Linked DNA regions of Mus musculus: all the other regions are linked to region 3. The links are chromatin contacts, called in public ChIA-PET and HiChIP or PLAC-seq maps. All regions are on one chromosome and are shown on one strand. The core of a region is the stretch at or near the end of the contact, and the rest is flanking DNA. Distances in the headings are between cores, read along the strand shown.

What was found. ChIA-PET counts read pairs in DNA pulled down with a chosen protein or histone mark. HiChIP or PLAC-seq counts read pairs in DNA pulled down with a chosen protein or histone mark.
Region 1: a contact with region 3 is called in an SMC1A ChIA-PET map of the G1E-ER4 cell line, with 6 read pairs. The contact joins the enhancer-like site here to the promoter of Rspo3 in region 3. A contact is called at or near these places in 9 of 39 promoter capture datasets (the 3T3-L1 cell line, cranial neural crest, embryonic stem cells and 5 more), 1 of 15 datasets of contacts at CTCF or cohesin (the G1E-ER4 cell line), 4 of 484 Hi-C or Micro-C datasets (embryonic stem cells, nephron progenitors and uterus), 1 of 115 datasets of contacts at active chromatin or transcription factors (embryonic forebrain) and 1 of 9 other capture datasets (embryonic stem cells).
Region 2: an H3K4me3 HiChIP or PLAC-seq map of embryonic limb bud shows a contact between it and region 3, with 2.4 times the contacts expected there. The contact joins the enhancer-like site here to the promoter of Rspo3 in region 3. A contact is called at or near these places in 6 of 39 promoter capture datasets (the 3T3-L1 cell line, cranial neural crest, embryonic stem cells and 3 more), 2 of 115 datasets of contacts at active chromatin or transcription factors (embryonic limb bud and embryonic stem cells) and 1 of 9 other capture datasets (pancreatic islet).

What each region holds. Positions count from the first base shown.
Region 1 is chr10:29,691,842-29,695,981 of GRCm38.p6, reverse strand. Gm46219 (a long non-coding RNA gene) reads left to right here. Exons shown (of 2, transcript XR_001779752.2): 2 at 1,340-2,865. Among named protein-coding and RNA genes, the nearest start is that of Gm46219, 8.6 kb to the left of the region's middle. Within about 2 kb of position 2,366, at least 11 of the 459 cell types and tissues checked have an H3K27ac peak or open chromatin away from gene starts, as enhancers often do. A contact at or near this core is called in the G1E-ER4 cell line, where this site is marked.
Region 2 is chr10:29,722,606-29,726,910 of GRCm38.p6, reverse strand. No RefSeq gene overlaps it. Among named protein-coding and RNA genes, the nearest start is that of Gm46219, 22 kb to the right of the region's middle. Within about 2 kb of position 1,705, at least 2 of the 459 cell types and tissues checked have an H3K27ac peak or open chromatin away from gene starts, as enhancers often do. A contact at or near this core is called in embryonic limb bud, where this site is marked.
Region 3 is chr10:29,533,195-29,537,141 of GRCm38.p6, reverse strand. Rspo3 (R-spondin 3) reads left to right here and starts at 1,275. Exons shown (of 5, transcript NM_028351.3): 1 at 1,275-1,910. The coding sequence starts at 1,814.

The DNA.
Region 1 (4,140 bases), core at 1,117-3,616, 160 kb before region 3:
TGTGTATCTAAAGACTTCTTTCTACAAAATATTTGACTGCAACAAAGAGGAAAGTATTTATGAACCAATTCAATTTACACTGCCACTGAGACTGTCCTTTGTAACAATGCAGCAAGTGGCATGAAGTCCATATGCTGGACCTTATAAGGTTAGACTGTTCTAAACATAATTGCTGTGTAGGAGAAACATTGTAAAATGATGCTGAAAACAATGTTGAAGTTTTTAATTTTCCTCACAAATCATCAATCATTTTCCTTTATTTTGTGTCTTTGTGATGTCCTTTCATACCACTTTCAACAAACTCCCTGTGGAGATTATGACCCGAAGACAACTGCCATCATTCTTACAGCTACAGAGAAGACACTTATTACAGTCAGATCAATGTGCTTAACCATTTTCTAATTAGTTCCCTCCACGATAAATCTCTGATGAATGCTTTCCTGTTACCCAAACATTCCAACCCATTGATGCTTTGTTCCTTTGTCTTATTCTGACAAGGAAAAAGTAAATTTCTGCATTGCACAGGAATATACTTGCAACCATTAAATTGCTTATATTTGCATTGGTTTTAAAAATGCTCAGACTCCAGTCATATTGGAAACAGTAGAAACACTGTTACCCCATAGTGTAAATTTAGCCTTTGTATTGGACACTTCCACAAGCAATGTAGATGATGGTACTAAGATGATAATAACCAGATAGAAATGGGACTCAAAGCACTGGATAGATTTTAGGCAATAACACAGCTTTCTAACTTCCATATCTTTCATGCTGAAGTTCAAAGTGTCTTTTGATATTAGGACTGAATCCTCTGTTTCCAAAGTTAGGAAAGACACTGTGAAGCTCATACAGAGCTTTACCAATGCCAAAGCAAGCTTAGAAAAGGATATTCCATCTCACCAAAGACTTGATGGCATTAAAAAAATCCAACAAATATGTTAATTGGTGTTTTTTAAAAAATATTGAACATAGTTAAATCATTTTTATGCAGAACCAACCTGTGAAATAGACACCATGAAGGAGAAAAATTGAACAAGGAGAGCCAAAGCATCCATTCAGCCCCATTTTCCAAAAAGTAATAAAAAGAGGGACAGGAGAAATGTATCAAATGGATGCATATCTTTGCATTGGACGCACTGGTAGTTAACACTTTTATAGCAGGAGACACTTTATCACCAACCTTTAATGCTCATAGCTACATGCTTATAAAATGCCACTGAAATATTAAAATAGCAACATTTTAACTCCACAGTGATGATCTTCATGGGTGTGCAATTTGATTAAGGAATTTTCTATATCAAAATATATTGTGAATTAGTATTTATTTTCTTCTTTTTAGAACATTTGCTGATTTTGCTGGCCTAATTGTTGAGCTCCAGACTCTATCTTAATGGAAGTGGATGGCATTCCTGAGATGGCACTCAAAGTCATCCTGTTGCCTACATATGTACCTATAGACATGTCAATGCACACCTATGCATTACATACAAGTATGTACCTGCATACCCAAGCATGCACATACACACACACACACACACACACACACACACACACACACACCACAAAGCAAGGCTACTAGCACTTTTATTTAACCAGTAATATAATGATGTTTAAAACAGTAATAGCAATAATCACGTATCAAAACTCACTGGCTGTGATGATATTGGGTATCCTCTTTAATTTGTTTATTAAACAAAGTTTAAGGTTAGTATCATCATCATTCTCATTCTATAGATAAGAAAGCTTGTTAAAAACCTTGCCAACATTAATTGCATCATTATTATAAAGCTGAACCTCAGATCTAGACCTGATGATGCAGACATCTGGACAAGGACTCCTGTCAAAAACCGAGAATATGATCTCTCCTGGTCAAGTGCCTCTTTGAACATATACTCTTGGTCCTCTCCCTCACCATAATCACTGAGAAAATACAGGAAGAAATTTTTCTTGGGAAGCAATGAAGAAATGGAATCAAACTAAGAAAAATTGAGAATTAGAGCTCTGTACAGTGAAACAGAAACAGCCTTAAGGTAAGGGATGGTGGGGGCAGTTGGGGTGAGATGGTCATTTTTTCTGTTGTGTTGCAATCTGTTTCCGGTCTTTTGTCTATGCTGCACGTAGCCACATTTCTTCCCAGCAGGACGTTTACAACCGACGACTTATCTTGTGTTAATGAAAGCAGCAGCAGAAATGGGGACCAAGGAAGAGGAGTATCTCACTTCCTGTGCCATAATGGCATCTGATAGTGGCTATCTCTTCAGCATGTCACATTTCTGCCATTCTTTCCGAAGCTCCAGATCCTGGGCTGGCTAGTCCTAGCTTCTGACTGGTGGCCCCACTGGCTGCTCTCTGTAAACAGACGTGTATGTATGCTATGACTTTCCAGTTGAAGAAAAGTATTACCCTTCTGTCTCTGGAGATAAACTTTACGATGACTTAACTCTGACCTTTTATCTTTTCAACTCAGCTGCATAACCGTGCAGATAACAACCGGGTGGCTTTCTGTTTTCTAAACCTTGAAAAGCATGCTATGAGGTGACAGAGAGCAATAAGATGAAAGTAAGTACACTGCATGTGTGTAATGATATACTAATTCAGAAGCTTCCAGAACTTGACGACTGACATACTTCACAGATGAAACAGTGCCTTTTCCACGGGTTATTGAAGAGACTCAACAAATGTGATTGGAAGGCTTCCATTAACAAGGTCCACATTAACCACAGGTTAGAGATCCATAGCCAGGGACCTAAGGTTAAGACATAGTACAGAGCAGAATTATCGGCATGGTACATGAGCTAAGTGAAAGAAGTTGTATGCTGGGAGGGTAGATAAACTCAAGGAAAGAGAGAGCAGGAGAAAGGGAAAGAGAGAAAGAGAACATTTATCCAGAAGAGTATCAAAATGATAATTTCAAACTATTCTAGTAACCGAGTCTTCAGAACAGTGCCTGCAGAACTGGGTGCTAGTTCACCGCAGGAAAAGAAGTGGAGCTACACCATGGAAAGTACACTACAAAGTGCTCTGAGCCTGTTACAGAAATCAAAGTGTGAAAGAGGAAAGGAGGTGAAAAATACACTTGTGAAACCAGAGCTTTGGGAAAATGACAAACAGAAGAAACAATATGATTTTCCATACTATCTTTTCCTAAAAATCTTCAGATAACAGAATGGCGAAAAGCATTACAAGCCAATGCCATGGTCTCATTTGTTCAACTCGATTGGGTAAAACCGGACAATTGAAGCGTGCCGTGTTATCATCTCCCAAAGACAATACTCAGCACCAGGTTAAAGCACTAGGTACAACAGCAACCAGTTCATCTGGATCGAGTCTTTGATCATTTAACCAAGGTAAATGTGGTGGAGATCAAGTCTCCAAAGATGATAGATTAGGGAGTTTGCCTTAAAAATTTTCACCTGGAAATCAACTCAGCTGTGTTTCAAGTTGTCAGGGATTTAGGACTTTGGTTTATTGATTTATATAACAGTAGAAGAAAACGTCTGACTTCTAATTTTTATTTGTTTATTTATATCTGGTGGCAGTCCCAGAAATACCTAGGGATGCTAATGTGGCTACTCACTCAAATAGACTTCCCAGTTTACACAAGAGACTTCGTCAGGATTTTCCATTTTCACAATGATTGTATCATCTCATCTCTGTCCTTTACATCACGTTAGAGAATAAGTTTAGGGAAACAATAACATATCTGGTAGCCATACCAGTTAGAATAGAAATCTTCAACTTTTTATTTTTCTTTTCATCAAAATAATAAGAGAAAAATACATTTAGCAAAAGTTATTTCCAAAGTCAATAGTGTCCTGGCACGGTCATGAGTAGCTGGGTGACTGGAGTGTGGTTTGAGTGAGAAACCTCCCACACAGGCCCCTGCATTTGAGTCCTTGGCTGAAGCTGCTGTTTGTGGGAGGTTATAGAAATTTCAAGATGAGCGGCTTTGCTGACAGAGGTACATCACTGAGGGTGGGTCCTACAGAATTAATCATCTTGCTCTACTTCTTGATTCACTAGGTTTCCTGTTTGCAAAATAATGACCAGCCAGCTTCCTGCTCAGACAGCCAGCCACCAGACCTTTATGGACCACACTTCTAAAACTTGAAGCCAAAATAAACTCTTCCTGCTATAAGT
Region 2 (4,305 bases), core at 456-2,955, 190 kb before region 3:
TAAAATCTATGCATATCCTAATGGTTGTTTGGTAATTTAAGAGGTGTTTGAATTACTAGGTGAGGCAAGTCACTGTAATAGTAAAGCAAAATAACTAAATACATCTGAAGCCATATAATTTAATGTATTAGGAGCAGATCTTTTGAAAATTTCTAGAAAGTTATCCAGTATCCCATTGACTGGCATTTTAAGACACATTTTACAGCTTAAACCCCAGCTTAAGTGCCTGTATCATCCAAGAGGGAGAAGGAACCAGCACAATGGCACTCCTAGCCATGGAGCATGCATTGCTTCTTTACTGAGCCATTAGTTCACAGTCAGCATTGTAATTGAGAAGGAACATCCCTTAAATGTGCTAAATCAATTAATTACCCAAACACACTTCCATGAATGTCCTGTAAGATTGAAATAGCTTCCAGATGTCACATTTGCTCATTCTTTGGTCAGCAAGCTTCTGTGGGTCTACACCACTCCCCACAGAAAGGCAAAGAGGTACAGTCATGGCTTTCTGATGTGAAATAATTCCTATGATGAGCTAAATCTTGGCATAGACACAGATATCCTATATCATGGGCTAATGATTTTTAATCATTCCCCATCATGACTTCTTTATAAGTGAAAAAAGGGACAGTGACTAGTAATGGCAAGGAACCCATAGCAACCACAATGGATACGAAGAATGCCGTGTTTTGAAGAGAAGTAGACATGTACTTACTAGTAATCAGACTTTGATGTTCCCCATGTCCTTGCATTAAAATGACCTCATTAATGTATTTTCCCATTGAGAAAGTGTGTATGGCAACATTAAGTTCTGTTTACTATTAAGTGCAGTCTTTTCTCATTTAGCATCTAATGCTTGTTTTATTTTAGTGCATTTAAAAACAATGTTATTCTAGCATACCCAATGAATTAGATTTCTGAGGTACAGTATTATGGAGAATTTGAATGCATTATGCTATCCTCATGGTAAGTTTTATTCATTAAATAACATTTTGTAAGATAAAGTCATACATTTAGAATTGTTTTGTTACCTTTAGATTGTTCTATAATCTTTAAAACAACATCAACATGAGTTGAACTTATTCTCCAGTTTTATACATCCTATTAACATAAAACTGTAAGGCAAATTTGCTTTTAATAATTTTCTTTAAACTCCGTGCTTTACTTGAAATAACTCATTTACTGAAAATCCTTTATTTGAGTTGGTGGCAAGAATAAACACATAGTTCTCATTGACTTTTATTATTTATTGTAAAGTAATTTGGCAGAGTGTTGTGTAGGCAACCAAAAGAAATAAAAGATTCATCAAAACTACCAATCTTTTTTTGATTTGCAGAGTAACAGAAAACAGGAGGCCAGCCCCGTTGTACTCCCTGAAGGCTTGGTTCAGTATGTGCCAGTGATGGAAACCATCGTTCGCCTATAAAGCAACAATTAGGGCTGGTTTCCATTGACTCAATCAGTCAAATATAAAAATACAAAAGACTAATATAAAATAAGCTCTCTTCTGTGCAGCTTCACATGCCTTAAATATGAGCACTCTTGGATATGTGCTGCCTTTACTGTTTACCAATACTTTACTGCATTTTTGGTTTAAAAGTTCATATTCTAATTGCAGAATTAAATACAAGAGGCTGTAGAATCAGTAGTTTTCCATCTAAATGACAGCACAGTTGGAAGGCAAATATATAGCTCAATAACGTGATAAACTGAGGTTCTTAGCAACTTACATAGTCTCTTGGTATATTTGTTTTCTTTTATGAGACATATTAAATTACACAGAACATTAGAAAAATTCAGTCTGCTTAAAAATTTCAGAAACAAAAAACTTAGAACAATTAGTTGAAGAAAGGAAAGAAGAAACATATTAAAGGATCTAAAAGGGCCCAATTACCATGGAAATTGTTTTCGATGTATTTTGGTGAGAAGCTGGCAGAAAGTTAAAGCTATTTGCAGGTGTCAGTCTGAGCAAGTGAAACCTTAAAACTAACTGTGAACAAGGTTAGTGGGGATAACAAAGGTTGTTAAGGAAATAAAGATGTTTTCTCAAAAAAAGAAAAAAAGCTACAACAAAATAAATGGTTCTAGATTAAGGATTGCATTCATTTGCTCATAGTCAGTTATTAACTGTTTACACATTCATGTTTGAGTTATACAGAATTAACTGAGAATAAAACAGCAATAAACTGCCCGTCTCTGATGTTAAAAGGCTGGGAACAGTGATAAACATTGGTGTCTTTGAATAACAGAAAATTCCATTCTTGGGTGTTTAGGCTGGAAACATTCAATGATGCTTAAAGAACTTTCCCAAGTCAAATTTTTCTTAACTGTGTGCCTAGAAATTATTCCATGAAGAAAGTAATGACTATTGGCTTTGTTAAATAACATTTCTACCAGCATCAAAGGTTAATAAAAGAATACACTTTTACTATTGCCTCATAAGACATAAACACATCTCTTTCTTAAAATCTCTTTTAGACCTGACATGACGGACATCACGATACCTTTACATATACGTATATATATATATGTATATGTATATGTATATGTACATGTACATGTACATGTACATGTATATGATGTATATGTATATGTATATGTATATGATGTATATGTATACGTATATGTATATTTCTACTACTAATTGTCTTAGTTAGGATTTCCATTGCCATGAAGAGACACTATTGTGGGGAGCGGGTGTGGCGGCAGTCCCAAAGGTGCCAGGGACTGCAGCTAAGTCGTATGACTTGCACCTGACTTCCTCATATAAGCCACAAACATCTTGAGAGCTGCGCAGGTGCACCAGGATACCGGTGAATCCAATTTGGTGGAGATTTGCCCCTGCTGCCCTGATTAGCTGAGGCTGCGTGCCTGGAGAGGCGGCGTGGCCTGCTGTGCGTGGATGAGAGTATAAAAGAGTGAGAGGCCCAGGCTAGAGGGAGGATTATTATTCGAGAGAGGATTACTATTAGTGGGGAGATATAAACAAGGGAGATATATAAACAAGGGAGATATAAACAAGGGAGAGATATAAACAAGGGCGATATAAACAAGGGAAATATAGAGAAAGAAGAAACAGGACTGAATAAACGTGTGCAGAAGGATCCTGTAGCAGCGTCGTTCTTCCTGGCCTGTTGAGCGCGCGCAACACACTATGGCCAAGGCAACCTTTATAAAGCACAACATTTAATTGAGGCTGGCTTACAGTTTCAGAGGTTCAGTCCTTTATTGTCATGACGGGAAGCCTGGTAGGGTCTATAAGATGGATTTTGAGCATATCACCCAAAGTCCCCCCTTTCCCAACTTTCTCTGCGACCATCTAATATGTCTCCCTCCCAATTTCATGTTTCTTCTCTCTTTTGTTAACTTACTAATCCATATGTTGACTCCCCCTCTTCTTTATGTTCATTAGATTTTATTCTCAACTTGGTAGAACCTAGAATCACTAGAAAGTGGGAACATCAATCAAGACATGACAGATATATTAGCCTGTGGCTATGTCTGTGAGATATTTCTTGATTGACAGCCCACTCTACTGTGGGCAACACCATCCCTAGGCTCATAGGTCTGGACTGCATAAGAGATTTAGCTGAGTAAGCCAATGGCTGAGCCAGCCAGCAGCCTTGCTCCATGGTTTCTACTTCAATTACTGTTGAGTTTCTGCCCTGGTTTCCCCAATGACTGATTGTAATGCAGAAGCATTAAGCCAAATAAAGCCTAAGTTACTTTGTTGCTCGTGATGTTTATCACAGTAACAGAAAGCAAACTAGGGAACACATCGCTTGTAGCTGTCAGCAGCCAATAATTCCTAAGAAGGGGGTGGAGACTTGTGATCCTCCTCTTTTACATCCTAGAAATTCAGCAAGCTTGATCCTGTGCAGGTCATGAGCAGGTAAGCAACCACAAGTGACTGTGAATTCATTTGTTTTCCAAAGCTGTTGGGTACAGATGAAATCATTTGAGAGCATTCCTCCGCCACCCCCACCCCCACCCCCAGCGCCCCCAGCTCTTACAGTCCTTCTTCAATGACAATAATTTATCCTGTCTTGCTTCCTGAAACATATTTCACTTTGGTAAAAAATTCACCAATTTGAGATTTTTTTTTTCTTGTTGATCTGATTAGAATGAGAGTTTCATGTCTCTGGGTTCTCTGCCTGATGTCATGAGGTGTATTAGTCTACTCTGTTTAAGAAAAAAAAAGTTTACTATTTGTTTAGTTAGAATCTGAAGCAGAAGAAACAGAGAACCTTAGGGCTTCCTCAAGAGTCTCCAAAATTTCCAAAATAGGCATTTAAATTAATTAAA
Region 3 (3,947 bases), core at 26-2,525:
AAGAATCCTTCAGAATACTCATCAGCACCCTTAGGACAGGTTTACATTAAAAATGCTTTGAGGCTTGTGACCTCCAACAAAACAATTCAGTAACTATAAGTGTCTGTGCTACAGAAGAAGAGGTAGGATGCCCAACAGCGGAAGTCATCCCAGGGCCTGGTCTTTTCCCTGGTAGTGGTTTAACCTGAGAACCTGATTCTCTCTCTCTCTCTCTCTCTCTCTCTCTCTCTCTCTCTCTCTCTACTGCCAAGAGCCCTCTACTCCCACTCCCCTTGCTCTGGAAACAGAAGCAAGAAATGGAAATGGACCTTTACTCATTATCACCAAATGGAGACAATCTTTCCACATAGTATTCTCAGTCCCCCAGATGAGAAACCAGAATGTACAACAGATCCTCTCAACAGCATAAGAAGATGAGAGAGAGAGAGAGAGAGAGAGAGAGAGAGAGAGAGAGAGAGAGAGATTAACACTCTTTAACAGTGACTACTTAGGGAAGTGCCTGAGGGAGGGGGGATCTTGCAGAGCAAAGGCTGGGCTTGGAAGAAAGCCACAGTACAATTGCTTTTCCATCCAGGTTACCCAGAGAGCTCACACCTCTGGGTCCTCCCCTTAGGATCAGGTAAAGCACCTTCAAGTTGAAGGGTAAACTCCCACCTAAGCCCCTTGAGACCACACAACACAACCACAGCTACTTTCCCTGGAAAAAGGGGGGGGAGGGAGTTGGGGGGGAGGGGAGGGTTAAAGCAACAGAGAGACACTGAGAAAGGCTAAGAGTTGAGAGGGCATCTGTATCCAGAAATCCCAAGAAATTAGGAACAAGAGAGTCGAGTGGTGAACTTCCCAAGAGCAGTTGCTGGAGTGAGGCAGGGTCTCTGAAGAACTGAAGGACATGGCCACTACTATGTGGTTAGATCTGCCAGAGGCCAAGGACAACAGAAGCATTGGGTCTGGGGTATTTGGTACAGCTGGGACAGAAACCACCAAACCCCAGTGCGCCCACCTTGCCGGGTTCAAATTGTCCCTCCCCCAACCCTGCTCCCGTTCTCCCGCCGTCTTTGCTGAGTCCAGAGATGCTCCGCCACAGACCCGGGACCCCTTAGGCGCCTCTTCCCGTCCATCTGCCAAATCGCAACGCCTGTACTTTTCCAGCTCCCTCTTTCCCTCTTGAAATTGAAAGTTATTGAGGTCGCTCCGGGTTGTTGCTCCTCCCCGTCCCCGAGCTCCCCCCGCCCCCCGCAGCCATCCCGTCTCCCCCTCCCTCCTCCTCCTTCCCTATGGGGTGCTCCTAGCCCGGCCCAACACTGGAGCGGCTCCTGCTCAGAACGCCAGAAGCAGCTCGGGTCTCTCCAGCGCCCCTTGACCATGGCTGCGGTACCCACGGCGTCCGCTTCCCTGCGCTCCCGGGGTCCCTGCCACAGCCGCAGCCGCTGCAGCCTCTGAGCCCCAGGGGCCACTGCTCGCCTGGATTCCGCCCGCAGCCGCCGCTGCTGTGCAACCGAGGCTAACCTGCGGCCAGCCAGGAGGCTCCTGCAACCTTCGCTCGCGGCGATGACAGCCACCCCAGAGCAGCCGGCTGTGTTCGGACAATTTGAGAATGCAATTGTTGGTTTCCCGGTCCACCCGTCCCGCTTCGCTTGCCATCACAGCACGCCTGTTGGATCTCAGTGGAGAAGTCCCGCTGCTCTGGTTTTTCTACTCTTCGTATAGACTCGCCTAACACCTACATACATATTTTTCTTTAAAAAAAAACATTAAATATAACTAACAGTGAAAAGAAAAAGGAGAGAAAAAAGGGAAACATTACAGGGTTACTATGCACTTGCGACTGATTTCTTGTTTTTTTATCATTTTGAACTTTATGGAATACATTGGCAGCCAAAACGCCTCCCGAGGAAGGCGCCAGCGAAGAAGTAAGTTTGGGGTTTTCTTTTTTTTTGGGGGGGGGAGTGGGAGAGGAGGGGGTATTGTTGTTGTTTGTTTTTGTTGTTGTTGTTTTGGTTTTGCTTTGCGTTATGTCTTTGCTCCCTTCCACCACATTCACCTGTCAGCTGGTTTTGCCTGCCCAGACCCAGCTGCTGGAGGAAACAGTCTTTTCAACCTACACCCTATGCCTCCCACAGGAGATAGCAACTCGGGGCACTGGCTCTTCTACTCCAGTACACAAACCAGTACTGGAGTCGGTGCACCCGGTGCTAGTCTGCCCCCCCCCCCCCCCCCCCCCCCCTGTAAATCAGGATCTGGAAATCTTTCTTTCTTTCCTAGATTCGCTGTAGGGATTTGTGCTTTCCTTTGAGGCTCCGACGGAGGCCTAGAGCCCCAGGCAGTTGGGTCTCCCTGCCTTTGGGTTGTTTGATAATGGCAGGCAAGGAGACTGGGATCATCCCAAATTCCCGCCTGGCTCCGGGAACCTTGGCTGCCCCTCCCCCTAGGTTGTTTTATGGTAGTCTAGTCAATCAACCTGGGGCGGGCCCAAGGGACAGTGAGCAAGCTCCCGCGCTGCAGCTTCCCACGAAGCGCACGAGTGGAGTGGCGCTGAGGCGCCAGGGCTTCCACGACTGTCTGCTGAGTTGCCCCATGTCCCATCCTCTGGGGTTGGAAGTCAGAGGAACTCCAGAGGTTCCGAACTTCAGTCACTTTCACGCCTTGCCTGTCCCCACGTGAATGCTCTGGCCACCTCAGACTCTTTAAAGGGGGTCCCCTGAGACAGGCGCATACTGAGAGTCGGGTTCCCCCAGCACATCTCCTCTCTGCTCTTCAGTCTATTACACAGGAGAGTATTATGTCCTGGCTGTGTGAAACTGTGCCTTTGCTGGAATTAAATGGATGCCTCAGGGCAGCCTCCACCTAAATTGGTGCAAGGCATGCCCGCATCTTTCAGAGATTCGGGAACAGATGTAAGGGTGGTTTCTCTTTTTGTTCCCGGGTGGCCCAGCACGCTGTTGTCAGTGCCCGCAAAGGTTGTCCTTTCGAAGAGCTAAGGACAACCCTGACTCTACCGAGGGCTCTTGGCCCCCCTGGGGTAGTTACTAAGGAAAACTAACAGAAAAAAACCAGTAAAGCAATTGCTTTGGTAGCTTGGATCTGGGGGGTTGTTCAGCCCATGACCTTGTCTGGTTCCCAGATGAGATCTCTTTCCCAAGTGTCCAGCCCACAAAACCCTTGAGGCAGGGATGTTGGTAGCTCTTAGGACACAGGACCACTTGTGTGGGGTGGAAATTTAGCAATCTCCTCTCTCCACTGTTTGTCTCTGTCCTGGCCCAGGACGTGAGGGTCCCCTGAAAGCTCCCTTTGTACCTCTAGCCCAAGCCAGACAAAGTTTGATTCACCTGAAAATTGCCTTTAAAAATCGTGGCTGGGCGGGAATACCAGAAGCTTGGAGTCCGAGTTGGCCCTATTGCCTCTAGGATCGCTTCTCAGCGCAGGAGAGCCTAAACTAAACATGTCAGGGCATCCGATTTATTATTCTTGGCCTCTGAGTGGTTTGTATTCTTTGGAACCCTCCCACCCACTCTATCGCTCAGGCCCTGCTGCTGCGGTATACTGAAGCGGCAGCCTGGGGGGCCACATCGCCACTCCTGGCCAGCTTGGTCCGCTGGGCACTGAGTTTCGGGGCCAGTGAGGAAAGCGAAGCTAGGAAGAACACGGCTGTTTGCCCCGCATAGCTCATGCCAATAGGCTTATCCCAGTCTACTCCATTCTGTAGTGTCCCGGACCCCGGAGCTACACACTTGCCGGGGTGGGGCAGGGTCCTGTGTCTCAGCATCACTGGTACCTGAGTTTTTGGTTGGGTGCGGGGGCTTCTGTTTCTGAAAGAAATAAAAGAAAGCAAAGAAAGTTTGTTATGCGTTCGTTCCCATCTCTACACCCCAAAGGACCAGAGTGGGGAAACTCAGAATGCGCACATCTGGGCTGGAACTAGGGCGATGATTTGTGAAGTCTAAAAGAGA